2 separate regions of the Sus scrofa genome follow, and region 2 is linked to region 1. A link is a contact called in public promoter capture Hi-C data. All regions are on one chromosome and are shown on one strand. The core of a region is the stretch at or near the end of the contact, and the rest is flanking DNA. Distances in the headings are between cores, read along the strand shown.

Region 1 (6,896 bases), core at 3,850-6,349:
AAGGCCTGAAAGATGTTAGCCAGGCTTTGGCCTTCCAGGGCCTGGGCCTTTTTCTACCTGCTCCACCACCTGAGGAGGTAAAATGAGTGTTTTGCTGTGCTGGCGTCTGAGTTCTTTCTCTTTTGCCACAGCCACGCGGGATCCGAGCCTCGTCTGCCGTCTATACCACAGCTCACGGCAACACCAGATCCTTAAGCCACGGGGCGAGGCCAGGGATGGAACCCACATCCTCATGGATACTCGCTGGATTCACTTCTGCTGCGCCACAACGGGAACCCCTGAGTCCTTTCTGATGGGCTCAGAGGGAGAAGACCACGGCGTCTTAGGGAGTCGATTCTCCAGCGTGGCAGAGAGGCCAGAGAACGGCCTTCCCACCCCACCCTGGCAGGTCTCCCACCCCACCCCACCCCGCCACCCCCGCCAAGGAGAATGGCTCTGCATGACTGAAAAGCCTAAGGGCCCCCTAGTCTTAGTTTGAGAGGCCCCCTTAAAGAGCCGGGGATGGAGGAGGGACCCAGCTGGTGGGGGGAAATAGCGGAAGCCCCAGGCCTGTGACAGCTACCTCCGGCCTGAAATAGACCTCCGCCTTTGCCTGCAGAGAGGGGCACACACTGAGTGCCGTCGGGGCCGTGCAAGCCCCTGGCGTTCTCGGACCGCTGGAGGGAGGCGGAGGAGAGCGCGAGTGCGGCAGAATCTCACGGATCTGGAGGGAGGGACTCATTTGATTTCGACCAACGAAGACGTGATGACTAAGAGCCATATTTACGTCATACGTTGGAGCAGAGCGTCCAGTGGGCCAGGACCTGGACAAAGGGTGAACATCTGGCTCTGCCCTCACCCTGGCCCCCGGGGCTGGAGCGCGGCAGACACAGGCCTGCCACGTGGCCGCGTGTGCCCTTCACAGACGAGCACAAGGACATCCCTCCCTGCCAGGCCCCGGGGCAGGGCTGCGGTCAAGTCCACATGGACCTCGGGCTCCGAGTTTGGCCGTCTGGACAGAGCCTTGGCGCCTCTCCTTCCACGGCTCACAGGCCCGGCCACCTGAGGCTCTGGTCTGTGCGGCCCCAGGGCCTGGACCTCTGGTTGCTTAACCTTGACCTTGTGTCCAGTCCCAGGTGCTAAGCAGCCAATTGCTTGCAGCCAATCCCCCGCCTCGCCTCGCCTTGCCAAACGCTTGACCACATGTGGTACCGGAAGGCGAGTGGGGGCTAGAGACCAATGGTCCGAGGTGCTGAGAACCCTGTGTCCCTGGGGGTGTTGAACAAGAGCCTGGCTGGCACAGCAGAGTAGATCTGCCGACTTCAACCACGGGAGTGTAAGGCCGCGGACCCCGGGGCCTTCCAAGTTTGGGGTTCACAGGCCAGGCAGTGCTGGGCTGAGGGAACTAGGCTGCCAGAGCTGCAGACCACCGAGGCCCAGGCTGCAGGCACACAGCCCTTCTTTGGGGCATTCCAGGCCCACAGACGCCCCAGGTGGGCATGAGTGCTGAGGCTTGGTCAGGGAGAATTTCCCAGCTGGTCACTTACGTCTGATGGTCCCTGAGCACAGAAGGGAGAAATCCGCCTTTTTAATCCTTCAACAAATGTGTATTGAGCACCTTTTGCGCGTCCGGCCCCTGTGCTGGCCACTGGGATATGGCAGTGAGCAAGGCAGGCTCCACCCTCCTGCTCTGCCCTTCAGGAACCCACAAACCTGTAGGGTGGGGGACAGACGCAGACACTAATGGTGGGGATACCCAGTGCTTAGAGTTTGGGCAGGCAGGCCCCCAACTCCACCAGGGGTTAGGGGTGGCTCCCTGGAAGAAGTGATAGTTCTGAACAGGTACCACTGGGGAGTTCCATGGTGGCCTAGTGGTTAAAGGATCCGGCATCATCACTGCTGTGGCTTGGGTCACTGTTACGGCACGGGTTTGATGCCTGGTCCGGGAACTTCTGCATGCCGTGGGTGCAGCCAAAAAAATAAATAAACAGGTACTATTGGTTCCAAGATACTGAACCCACCCAACATATACCTTTCTGTCTGTCTGTCTTTCTTTCTTTCTTTTCTTTCCGGCGACCCCATGGCCTGTGGAGTTCCCGAGCCAGGCCAGGGATCAGATCTAAGCTGCAGATGGAAGCCATGCCACAGCTGCAGCAATGCTGAATCTTTTAACCTACTATGTGGGGCTGGGGATCGAACCTGCATCCTGGCACTGCAGAGACACCACCAATCCGGTTGCACCGCAGCAGGAACGTCCAGAGCAAGTCTTAAGGGGTGTTTTTTATGACTCTGTGTGAGAGACTTTATGACCAACTTGGTTTCGTGGGAACCGAAACCCAAAAGTCAGAAGCTCTGTCTCTGTCCCATCTCCTCCCCTCCCCTCCTCTCTCTCTCCCCTCCCCGACTCCTACCTCCCTCTGGGGTGATTCCTAGTCTCCTTCTGTTTTTCAAGGTTTGCAGGTTGCACTGATGAGTGTGCGGGAAGGAAGGTGCCCTGTTTCTGGCCCAGTGACTGAGTGAATGAGGTGACACGGCCTGAGGCAGAGACAGCCCATCTGGAGGCCAGCAGATCTGGGGCGGGCGAGAGTGATTTCGGTTCACCTGTGGCGTATCCAGTCCGTGGTCTAGAGAAAAGCTCTTAGAGATATGGAGCCTCAGCTCAGAAGAGGCCCAGACCAGAGACAGGTGTTTGGAAGTCATCCGTATTTGGTTCTTGCTGGTGGAGGTGGTCAGGGGGCACGAGGCAGAGAGGGGGAGAGAAGGCCTGGGACAGACCCCAGGAGAAGCAGGAGATGCTATAAGCGAGACTGAGAAACAGCAGTCAGTGAGGAGCATGCAGGCCATCGAAGCCAAGGGGAAGAACTGTCTCCATAAGGCAACAATGAGCAGGCATCATTGGCCAAAAAGTATACGTTTTTCAATTTAGAAGGACCGCCCCCACCCCAAATCTAAACCTACCCCCAATTCTCAAAAACAGGCCCAAATGTCTAAAGAGGCTATACCTTCTCCAAAGTACACCCAAATTACCAATGGACTAAAAAAAGCCACTGACTGGGGAATATGCATTTTTGATCCATTTGTCATCAGGAATCTAGATTTAATTGTTTGCCCAGAATCACTGGAGCCATTCCCATCCCCTTCTCACACACCAGGGGGCGCACACGGATCACTTCTAAATCCAAGTCCAAGGCAAAAGCGGGCAGTGAACTGGGGCCTAACCAGAACTTGACCCCCTCAACCCAGAGCCCTAGACCCCTCTTCTACCCCTGCCCTTCCCATTACACTGTGATGCCTGAATTCAGGTGCCTCGATAATCCCCAGTCTTTGTTTATCTCTCACCTAATCCCCAGACTCACCTGGGTATCCCAGAGACCCCATAGAAGATGAGAGAACCCCTGTCACCTGACCTAGGGCAGTAGGGGTAGGCTCCCCATCTTTCATGAAAAGAGCAGGCAGGAGAGGGTTGATGTGGCATGGACTGGGAGGGTAGGTCTGGGGCTTTGGAGCCCAGACCTTGGTTTGGAGCTCGCCACGTTCTTTGGAATAAATCTTCAGGTAAGTCAGTGATTTAGCCCAGACATTGATAGGGTCAGCCCTTGAGTTTGATACGAGGGGTCAGAAATTCCATCCCGACATTTATATCAGGCTTGTGGGACATGATCAAGTCCTGAACTCAGGGGCCAGTTCAGGATGCGATTCAGATTTCACAGTTGGAATTGGTGTAAATATTGGGGTGCTGGGGTTGACATCAGGTCAGAGAGGTGGAGAGTCAGTATGGGGATGAAGTGGACTTGTGTGCAGTTTCTGCAAAGCCAGTGTCACAAGTCCTGGGTTCCAAAATTACCTTTATTTATTCTGTGTGTGTGTGTGTGTTTAGGGCCACACCTGCGGTATATGGAAGTTTCCAGACTAGGGATCGAATGGGAGCTTCAGCTGCCGGCCTATACCACAACCACAGCAATAGCAACGCCAGATCGGAGCCAGGTCTGGGAACTACACCGCACCTAGTGGCAGCGCTGGATCCTTAACCCACTGAGCAAGGGCAGGGATCGAACCCATATCCCCATGGATACTAGTCCGGTTCTTAACCCTCTGAGCCACAATGAGAACTCCCCAAAATGACCTTTAAAGGTGGGTCAAGTTAGGGTTTTAAATGGTCCCCCAAATGGATAAAGTTTGAGGTCAGTATTTGTATTAGGGTCCTTTTCTTTTCTTTTCTTTTTTTTTGGCCTTTTTTACGGCCGCTCCCTTGGCATATGGAGGCTCCCAGGCTAGGGGTCTAATCGGAGCTGCAGCTGCCAGCCTACGCCAGAGCCACAGCAATGTGGGATCTGAGCCGCGTCTGCAACCTACACCACAGCTGACGGCAACGCCGGATCCTTAACCCACTGAGCAAGGGCAGGGATCGAACCCGCAACCTCATGGTTCCTAGTCGGATTCGTTCACCACTGAGCCACGTTGGGAACTCCCTAGGGTCCTTTTCTGGTGACCTAATCCCAGTTCAGAAAGTGTGCTGGTGTTGACCTGGGGTTGAGAGTGCAGTATTAGTTTCAGGTAAGCCTTTGGGTTCAGATAAGAGTGTTGGGGTCCACAGCAAGGGAGCCATTGGAGTTTAGGGTTCATACAGGGATCGGGGTTCAGCATTGGTACCAGTGTCCATTTGAAGAACCAGGGTTGGTGCTGGGGTGATACAGGGGTTTAGAGTCAGAGTTGGTGTTTGAGGTCAATATAGGGGTTCAGATTAAAATGACTACTTGAGCCCATTTCGGGTCAGATTTAGGGGGTTTGAACTTACTGTTGCGGGGGGGGGCGTCTGGACTCAATATCATGTTCAGATCTGAATGGGAGGAAGTCGGGTCCTAGAGTAGTGTCAGGTTCCTATTTGGATCGGGAGCCACTAATAGGATCTGGACTTCATGCGGGCGTTTGGGTCCGTCCCTGCTCATTACTGGGGTTCCGGTTCAATACTGGAGGCCGGGTGGGTTTATACGCCGGGTTGAGTTGCGGCCTCTTCGGGCCTACGCGGCTCCGCGGCTCTACGAGCGAGAGTGCACGAGGGGAGGGGCGGCGCCGGGGACGCGCACGGCAGGGGCAGGGGCGCGGGCGCGGGCGCGCGGCTGGAGCTGGCGCGGGAGCGTCGGGAGCGGTGGCGGCGGCGGCGGCGGCGGCAGCGGCAGAGGCGGCGGCTCCAGCTCCGGCTCCTGCTCGGGCTCCGGCTCCAGCTCGGGTGGCGGTGGCGGGAGTGGGATCCGGTAGCGGCGGCGGCGACAGAAGAGGAGCGGGAGCAGCGGCCCCAGCGGCTTGGGGGGGACATGCGGACCGACGGCCCCTGGATAGGCGGTGAGTGACCCCCGGGCCCCCCCTCCGGCCCCCTCCGCATCTGTCCCTTCCCCTCTCTCCTCACCCTCGGCGGATCCGAGCTGGGGGCGGTCCCGGGGGACTGGGGGCGCCGCTGAGGCCGGGCCGCGCCCCCACCTGCCGCGCCCGCCGCCTCGGCTGAGCACCCCCCGCCCCAGCCCGGCGGCTCCTCCCCGCGTGCCCCCCGCGGCAGACGTGTCCCCCACCCCGCTACCGGCTGGCGAGCTCCCCGCCGCCCCCCGCCGCCTGCCCCTTCCTCCCCCTCTCCCCCTCCCTCCCGCCGCACCTGAGCCGCAGCCCGCGCCCCCCCAACGCAAAGTTTCCCTTTTGCGTCGGTGCTCCCCCTCCTCGGTCCCGCCTCGTCTCCCCCCTCCGCCGGCGCGGACGCGCTCCGGGGGCGGCCCTCAACCTCCCACCGCCACCCCAGCTCCGGGCGGGTCCAGGCCGCGCCCCCACCCCCGCCGCACAGGCGCCCCCTCCCAGCCGGCGGGGGATCCGCAGCCGCCGCGCCCCCGTCTCGCTCGCGGCCCGGGCGCACGTGTGGTCCCGGGGTGTGCGCGGCGCGAGTTTGGAAGCCCCCCTCGTCCCCGCTCGGTCGCCGGCGCGAGCTGGGAGGGGCCGGGCCGGGCCGTACCTGCCCCTACCCGGGTGCAACGACCCCAAGGCCCTGGAGCGACCTGTCCCGTGAGGACTTGTCCACTCGGACCCGCTCGGGAAAGTTCACTCAGTCGCCGCCCCGCGTCCCGTCCCGAGCTGGCGTGCCCCAGTCCTCATCGCTGTGCCCATGCGCCCGTCTGGGCGTCTTTCTCCGTTCCCCTCGGTCTCGCCCCCTCTCTGTGCCCTTCAGCATCTCTGTATCTCTGTCTCCCGGTGTCACAGCCTCCCAGCCGCCCCCTCCGCCTGAAGCCGGGGTCTCAGCGGTCTGCACCGCCCTCCGCGGGTCTCTGTGTTCTTTCCCCGGGTCTCTGTGTTCTTTCCCCGGGTCTCTGTTCTCTCTTCCCAGGTCTCCCTGTGCTCCCTCCCCCATCCGGGCGTCTCGCTTCCTGGGTCTCTGTCGTGTCTCTCACGGGTCTCTTGGTGTCTCTGTCTCCTGCGGGCTGGAGTCTCCGCCGCCTCTCCGCGGCCTCCTCCCCCCGGGCTCTCTGGAATGCTGCCCCTCTGGTTCTGCCACCCCAGGGTGGGGGAGGGGCGAGCTTTCCTCCCCTTTTCAGCACCCCCTCCCCAGTGCAAGGCCCCGAGTTGGAGCAGGTTAGGGGGTGGCAGCCCGGCACCTGTCTAAGCTGAGAAATGGAAGGGGGCCACCGACGGGGGGCGCGGGGGGGGGCCCTCTGGATTCCCCCTGGGGGCCGCGAGGCTGGCCTGGGAAACGGGACCGCGGGGTGTTGTGTTGAAGGCTCTGCTTTGGCTCCTGAACAGACAGACAGGGGCAGGGATCCAGAGGGACCCCGTGCGGGATCTGGCCAGAGAATCCAGGGAAGCGCCTTGGGTTTGAAGCCTGGAAAAGGATCCAGAGCTGGTGCTGCCCGGGGGACCACCCTCAGTGGTGAAGGATCCACTGG
Region 2 (7,096 bases), core at 43-2,542, 65 kb before region 1:
CCCTCCAACCGTGCCGGCCTCCCACCTCCCCAGGTCTCGAGTCAGGACCACTTGGCCGTGATGCTCAGGCCCCCCAGCAGCTCCACTGTCCGCCAAAGGCCAAGCCTTTTCCTAGAGACTGGGACTCAACCCATCCTCCCTCCTGGGGCCTCAGGCCCTCACCTGGCCCCTCCTGTAAGGGCAGCCTCTCCTTTGACGTGGTCCTTCCCTCAAGCCCGTGAACAGGCTCGTCTCACCTGAAAATTACCTTGAACCCTTATCCTTCCAGCAATTCCACAGATTGTCTCTCCTCCTTACAGTGTTTCTTAGCTTCTTCCCATCTGTTTTCTGAACCCACCCCCCAGTAACCCCACGTTGTCGGTTCCTCCTCAGCCTGCTTGCAGGCTGCAGGGTTTGACATTTATCTGATCAGCCCCACTTAGAGCCCCCACCTCTCCTCCCTTCACTGCCTGATCTTTCTCAGCCACCTCAACGCAGACAGGCCACATCCGCCTCATCAACTCTGAACACACCAAGCCCCTCTTTGGAATGCGCCTTCCATGAGCAAGTGTCCACTCTGAGACCCAGTGCCGCCTCACTACTGTAAGCAGCTGTCTCGGCTCCCAGAGCCCCCTAGAACTGACCCGTCCTCAAATGCATCTCCCCGGCCAGACTGAACTCCCAGCAAGAGATGGCCAAGAATGAGTTGTAAACGGAGAGCGACGCCACAGATAAAATGCCAAAGGCACTTTACGAGACTGGGACTGAGGGGGCGGGGAAGGGCCAGTGCGCTCGGGCCCGTGAGCCTCTTCCCGGGGTCACCGAGGGGAAGGGGCGGGCGGTGGGGAGGGGAGGATACCTGGGACAGCCCAGCGCCTTGGCGTACAGCACGGCCTGCTCCAGCCCCTCTCGAAAGGCCGCCTGCCTCCCGGGAACGGCCCCCAGCCCCATTTCCCCCTTCTCGCGGTCTCCTGCGGGGAGAACGGGCCTCAGCTCCCGGCTCGGGGCCCCAGCCCGCCCCGCCCCGGCCCGGCCCGCACGGCGCACCCGGGGGCGTGTTGATCAGCACCAGCTGCAGCCCTGCTTCCCGCGCCGCGCGCGCCAGTGCCTCGGGTGGCTCCGCGTAAGGCCAGCCGATCTCGGCTGCCTGAAAGCCCGAGCTGCCCGCGGCCCGGAGCCGCGCCGAGAGGCTGGCGAGCTCCGGGAACAGCCAGGACACGTTAGCCGAGAAGCGCAGCGGAGCCATGGCCGCCGGGAGCGCGCGCGCCCGGGGCAGAGTCCGTGAGGCCGGAACGCGATAGCGGGCGGGGCCGGGGAGGGGGCGGAGGGCGGGGCGCGGGCGGCCGCGGAGGGGGCGGGGCGGGGCGCGGGAGGCCACGGAGGGGGTGGGGCGGGGCGGTCGCGGAGGGGCGGGGCGGGGGCGGCCGCGGAGGAGCCCGGCCCGGCCGAGCGGGGGCGCGCTGGCCCCGCAAGCCGCCGCGAGCTGGCTGCCGGCCGTCCCGGGGGAGAAAAGCCGTCTGTCGTGGCGAAAACTGTGGACAGGCCAAAAAAGTGCACCTTTTCCAGACCGGAGAGGGCGGCGGGGAAGGGGGCGTGGGCGAGTCGGCCGCCCCGAGGCCGGGTTAACGTGAAGGAGCGTGGATGCTAACGCACGCTTAGTGCTTTCCCCTTATTATAAGCAGAGTGTCTTTTCCCTACGGAACGACTGAAAGCCGTGTGTCCGAAAAAGGGACGTCTAACACACCCGTCAACTTTCCCTTACAAGTCAAAAACTGAACACGGGCGGTCTTTTCTTAGGAAATCCTGATTGTACTGTATATGCGGTTTATGGCCTGCGTTCTCATTATTTTGTGAGCATTTTCCTTTGAAAACCTTGGATTAGCTGCTCACTGTTCTACTCCTACTCAGCCCAGAATCTATCATACTGCCCTCTCGTTGGACATGCGGGTTTTCTACCTGTGTGGGGGCTAGAAAAGCACTTGAATGCGCCCCCTGGCCCACCTCTGAGTCACCTCCCTAGGTTCTTTTTGTAGGGATGTCCAGAGGACTTGGCCGGTCCAAAGTCCTTTAATAGGAAAACTGCCCCCACCCCTGGACTCTGCACTGAGCGGCTCTGGACAGGCTGGGCCCTCTTAGTCCCAGCTGATTGGACCACAGAGGGACATCTGAGTCAAAGGTAGCCAATCCATAGACTGGCCCAAGATCCATTACCTTCCTAGTTTGGAAAGATCATCTGGCCAGATTCCCTGTTTAGAGAATTCAAACAAGGAAAGACTGAGAGTCAGTTGAGATGTGGGTTTGCCAGGAGATGGTGGTGGCTGTTGAAGCTGAAAAAGCAGGAGCCAGGTGGTAAAGAAAAGCTGGAGCAGAGACCAGGGAACGGAGTACTATCTGTAGAAATCACATGTTGAGACACCACTGTTGTAGCGTTCCCAGGATTGGCCAAATTCATGGCTGCTCCCAGACCTGCACTTCTCAAGGCTGGAGTGTTTAGACTTTCCATGGTTCACGTGTCTGTAACCTCTTAATGTTTCTTGAGATCATTCAAATGGATTTATTTCAGCCCCAATAACCCAACTGAATGGGCAGATGCCAGATTGGTGTTACATGGTGAAAAAATAGGAGCATGCTTAAATTCTTGCCGACTGTGCTAGATGGCATCTCAAAAATGTAAGTTGAGGAGTTCCCGTCATGGCCCAGTGCAGTGGTTAGTGAATCCAGCTAGGAACCATGAGGTTGCGAGTTCAATCCCTGGCCTCATTCAGTGGGTTAAGGATCCAGCGTTGCCGTGAGCTGTGGTGTAGATCACAGACACAACTTGGATCCCACGTTGCTGTGGCTGTGGTGCAGGCTGGCGGCTACAGCTCCCATTAGACGCTTAGCCTGGGAACATCCATATGCCTCGATGTGGCCCTAGAAAAGACAAAAAGACAAAAAAAAAAAAAAAAGTAAGTTTACACTGAGACAATCCATGCATAGAAGTCAGCTGGACCTGCTTCCTGTGCTTGCTTTGACGGAAGGCAGCTCGAAGTGCAGCCTCAGGGGCACCTGGCCTCCACTGTCTTCCTGCCACTCCTTGCCTGCGTCCCAAATCAGGCCCACCCCGACATCTGGCGTCCAGATCTCCGAGTTCATCCAAGTGCCCGGCAGGTACGGTTTCTCCGGCTCCGCCTCCAAACACAGGCTGCCACCAGCTATGACTGATCACCTGATTTCTTGCCCCTTATGCTTGGAACGCTGACGTGCTCCTTGGTTCCAGTCCAATCAGGATGTGACCTCACTAAGTACCATCTTAATCAGTCCCAACGTCAGCATGTTTACAATCCAGTGCTGCCAAAGCAGAGCAGCATGGAAGGCAGGTAACTCCTTATTGACGCTTCACGATAAATCGCTGAGCATGCGGATTTCGGAGCCCACCATCTGCTGGGGTCTGTAGTAGGCACGAAATTTGCCCAGCCTCCAATGACCCACTCTTGTTTTGCTTGTATACCCTTTAGGGCAGCAGAGTTGATATAGCAACTGGATGTACACGACTCACTTTCCCCCTTAATTCCCTTGCAACCACCCTCACACGTGCACATGAGAAGGGCCATGCCCATGAGAATTATTTTGTGTATTCACCATTTATCTATACCTTATCCCACTTTGCAACATAAGCATTACACTAAGTTGTTATTACAAATATTGATTCTTTGCATTAAATTTTTTTTTCTTTTTTGGCCACACCCGCAGCATGGAAGTTCCAGGGCCAGGGATCAAATCCAAGCCACAGCTGCAGCAACGCCAGATCCTCAGCCTGTTGTGCCACGGCAGAAACTAGCTTTGTACTTAACTTTTAATCAAAGAATTTGTACAGAGGAGTTCCTGTTGCGGCTCAGCCGGTCAAGAACCTGACTAATCTCCATGAAGATGTGGGTTCAATCCCTGGCCTCACTTAGCAGTTAGGGATCCAGTGTTACCACAAGCTTCGGCCTAGGTTGTGGATGTGGCTTGGATTCAGCGTTGCTGTGGCTGTGGCGTAGTCCAGCAGCTGCAGTTCCTATTCGACCCCTAGCCAGGGAACTTCCATAAGCCGCAGGTGAGGCCCTAAAAAAAAAAATGTGTTACAGATATATGATGATCGGTTAAAGTAACAATGACTTTTAAATGAGTGTGTGGATGATGTGGCTGAAACGTGCATGTAGAGGCAGAGCCTCATGCAGGAACTGGATTGCACTTGCCAACTTCGTAAAAAAGGTTACGGCTCATGTGAAATGCAAATCAAAACCTCAATGAAATTTCATTTTATACCTTCCAGATTGGCAAAAACTTCAAAGTCAGACAATGCCAAATATTGGAAGGGATTTGGAACAATGGACCGTTTATTCACTGCTTATAGGAGTGTAAATCACTACAACCACTTTAGAAAATAATTTGACATTACCTTTTTTTTTTTTTTTTGTCTTTTTAGGGCCCCACGTGTGCCATATGGAAGTTCCCAGGCTAGGGGTTGAATCAGAGCTGTAGCTGTCAGCCTACACCACAGCCACAGCAAAGTGGTATCCGAGCGGTGCCTGCAACCTACACCACAGCTCACAGCAACACCAGATCCTTAACCCACTGAGCGGGAGGCCAGGGATCGAACCTGCGTCCTCATGGATACTAGTCGGATTTTTTACTGCTGAGCCACAGTGGGAACTCCTTGACCTCTTAAACCCGAACATTCGCAGAACTTTGATCCAGCCACTCCTTGTCCAGGCTTATCTCCTGGAGAACCTTGTGCACAGGTGTGCCAGGAAACAAGTTCCGTGATGTCATAGCAGCCCCATTTATGTTGCACAAATATGGAATGAATTCAAATGCCCATCAGTACATATACAGATGAGTTATGGTGGAGCCATATAGTGTTGTTTATAAAAGTGAAGAGAAAGCTGGCTGCTCAAACGATGAAAGTGAGTTTGCTCTTGGATTAGAGTAACACAGAAAGAGCTTCGTGTTGTTGGGGTCCAATCGAAAACATCAGCACGAACACATCAAAGGGATCAACTCAGAAGCATAATCGTGAGTGAAAGAAGCAAGTCCCAGAGAAATCTACATGGTGTGATTCCATTTACAGGCAGGCAAAAGCGGGGAAAGCCAAACCATCTCTTGCCCAGGAAAACAAACACCTGTGGTAAAACTGTGAAGAGAAAAAGCAAGTGACAACGATCGCAAAATTCAGGATGACAGCGACCTCTGGAGGGGGCGGGGAGGGGATGGCACTGGAGACTTCGGAAGTAACAGTCCATCCCTTTTCCGGGGGTGGCTGATCATGTAGCTTTGTCTTATGCCTGTTCTTTATATCTTACAAGTATTTTCTAAATATCATTTTTGTATCAGTTTCATATATATGTGTGTGTGTGTGTTTAATAGGGCCACACCCAAGGCATATGGAGGCTCCCAGGCTAAGGGTCGAATTGGAGTTGTAGCTGCCGGCCTGCACCACAGCCACAGCAATGCAGGATCCGAGCCGCGTCTGTGACCTACGCCACAGCTCACGGCAATGCCGGATCCTTAACCCACTGAGCAAAGCCGGGGACCTAACCCACACCCTCACGGACTCTAGGCGGGTTCATTACCACTGAGCCACAGCAGGAACCCCTGTTCCGTATTTACTAAGAACAAAATTGTAAAACGTTCTGTGTGCATTATTACCACCTGTCAACACGGTTTATGTTACCATCGTCGCAGCATCCTGAGCGCCTCAAGGATGTTCTACAGACTCAGCTCGTTTCTATTAGACAATAGCAGTTTTTAGATTCTCTGTGCCACGGCTCAGGCTAGTGGTCTGTTGCTGCGTCACCTGCTCAGAACCTGTGGCGGGCAGCCTGTCCGATGGTCCCCAGTGATCTCCACCTCCTGGTCTTCCTGCCCCCTCCCCTTGAATATGGGCTGGACCTAGCAATTCACTTCTAGCAAATCAAACCTAGCAAAAATGGTGCCATGTCACCTTCGAGATGAGGTTGCAAAAAGGCGATGGCTGGTGTCTTGGGTACCCACTCTCACTCTCACTCACTAGCTCTGGGGAAAACCAGCTGCCCTATTGTGAGCGGCCCCATGGGAGGCCTGTGTCCGTGGGCTGACGTCCCCTGCCAACAGCCAGCGAGGACCGGAGGCCAGCCTGTGAGTGAGCTTGGAAGCAAGTCCACTCTCGTTGAGCCTTAAGATGACTGTACCTCCAACCACCACATTGACGGCAGCCTCATCACAGGCAAGGCTGGCGTTGGGGACATCCAGCTAGGCCACACCCCCGATTCCTGGGTGCCACCTGGAAACTACTCGATAGTAAATATTTGTGGTTTTGAGCCCCTGAGCTTTGGGGTCATTTGTTAGCAGCAGTAGATAAAGAGGTTCTCTTTCTGGGAACATTTCCCTTGTTTGGGGAATTTATGCGACTTTCACCACTCCTCCCTCTGAAGTATAAATAGGTGCTGCCACCATAAGATTTTTCTCAACCCAGACTCAGTGATGGGTCAATGAGTGGGCACCTGTTGTACGCGTTGCCGGTTTGCGGACCCAAGGCGGTCCCCTCTTTTCTCCTCTTGATAGAAGCACACCTCCTGGGGAGTAGAGAATAAAGCTGATGCGCAGAGAGACGTGGCAGAAAAAGCCAAGGGAGGCATCGTGCTCACTTGGAACCTCTGCAAGGGAAGCACCAGGCTGGTCTTCTTGCTTCATCGGAACTCTTTCCGAAGAAGAGCCGTCTCAGCAGCCACTTGCGTTTCCTACCCCAAGATCTGGTATTGTGCACGTTTCAGAAAACCACTTGGTTCTTTTGGTAAAAAGCAGTTTAAAGACCTGAACCTTGGGCATTTTTTTTTTAACTTTCTCATTGGAGCTCCCACTCTTTTTACCACTTTTGCATAGCCTGCTCGAATCAGACGCCGTTGGTCATGTTACATATTTTCACTTCCAACCATGTGTTCGGTTACAGCTGCCTAGATTTAAGAATCGAGTGTCGCTCTATTATTATTATTTGTTTGAGCCATTGAGCCTGCATTTCTGAGGCTTTGGAATTTAATGTTCCCACTTTACTCAATTTTACCAGTAATAGTCCATATCATATGGATTCATGATAGCTTGTAACTGTGTCAAAAAG

What was found. Promoter capture Hi-C pulls out the DNA fragments that hold promoters and counts their contacts.
Region 2: a promoter capture Hi-C map of liver shows a contact between it and region 1, with 8 times the contacts expected there. The contact joins the promoter of HYI here to the promoter of PTPRF in region 1. A contact is called at or near these places in 1 of 5 promoter capture datasets (liver) and 5 of 47 Hi-C or Micro-C datasets (heart right ventricle, liver and skeletal muscle).

What each region holds. Positions count from the first base shown.
Region 1 is chr6:167,741,953-167,748,848 of Sscrofa11.1, reverse strand. It overlaps PTPRF (receptor-type tyrosine-protein phosphatase F), which reads left to right and starts at 5,099. Exons shown (of 33, transcript XM_021096855.1): 1 at 5,099-5,319.
Region 2 is chr6:167,803,259-167,810,354 of Sscrofa11.1, reverse strand. It overlaps HYI (putative hydroxypyruvate isomerase), which reads right to left and starts at 1,292. Exons shown (of 8, transcript XM_003128063.4): 1 at 1,027-1,292; 2 at 839-950. The coding sequence starts at 1,225.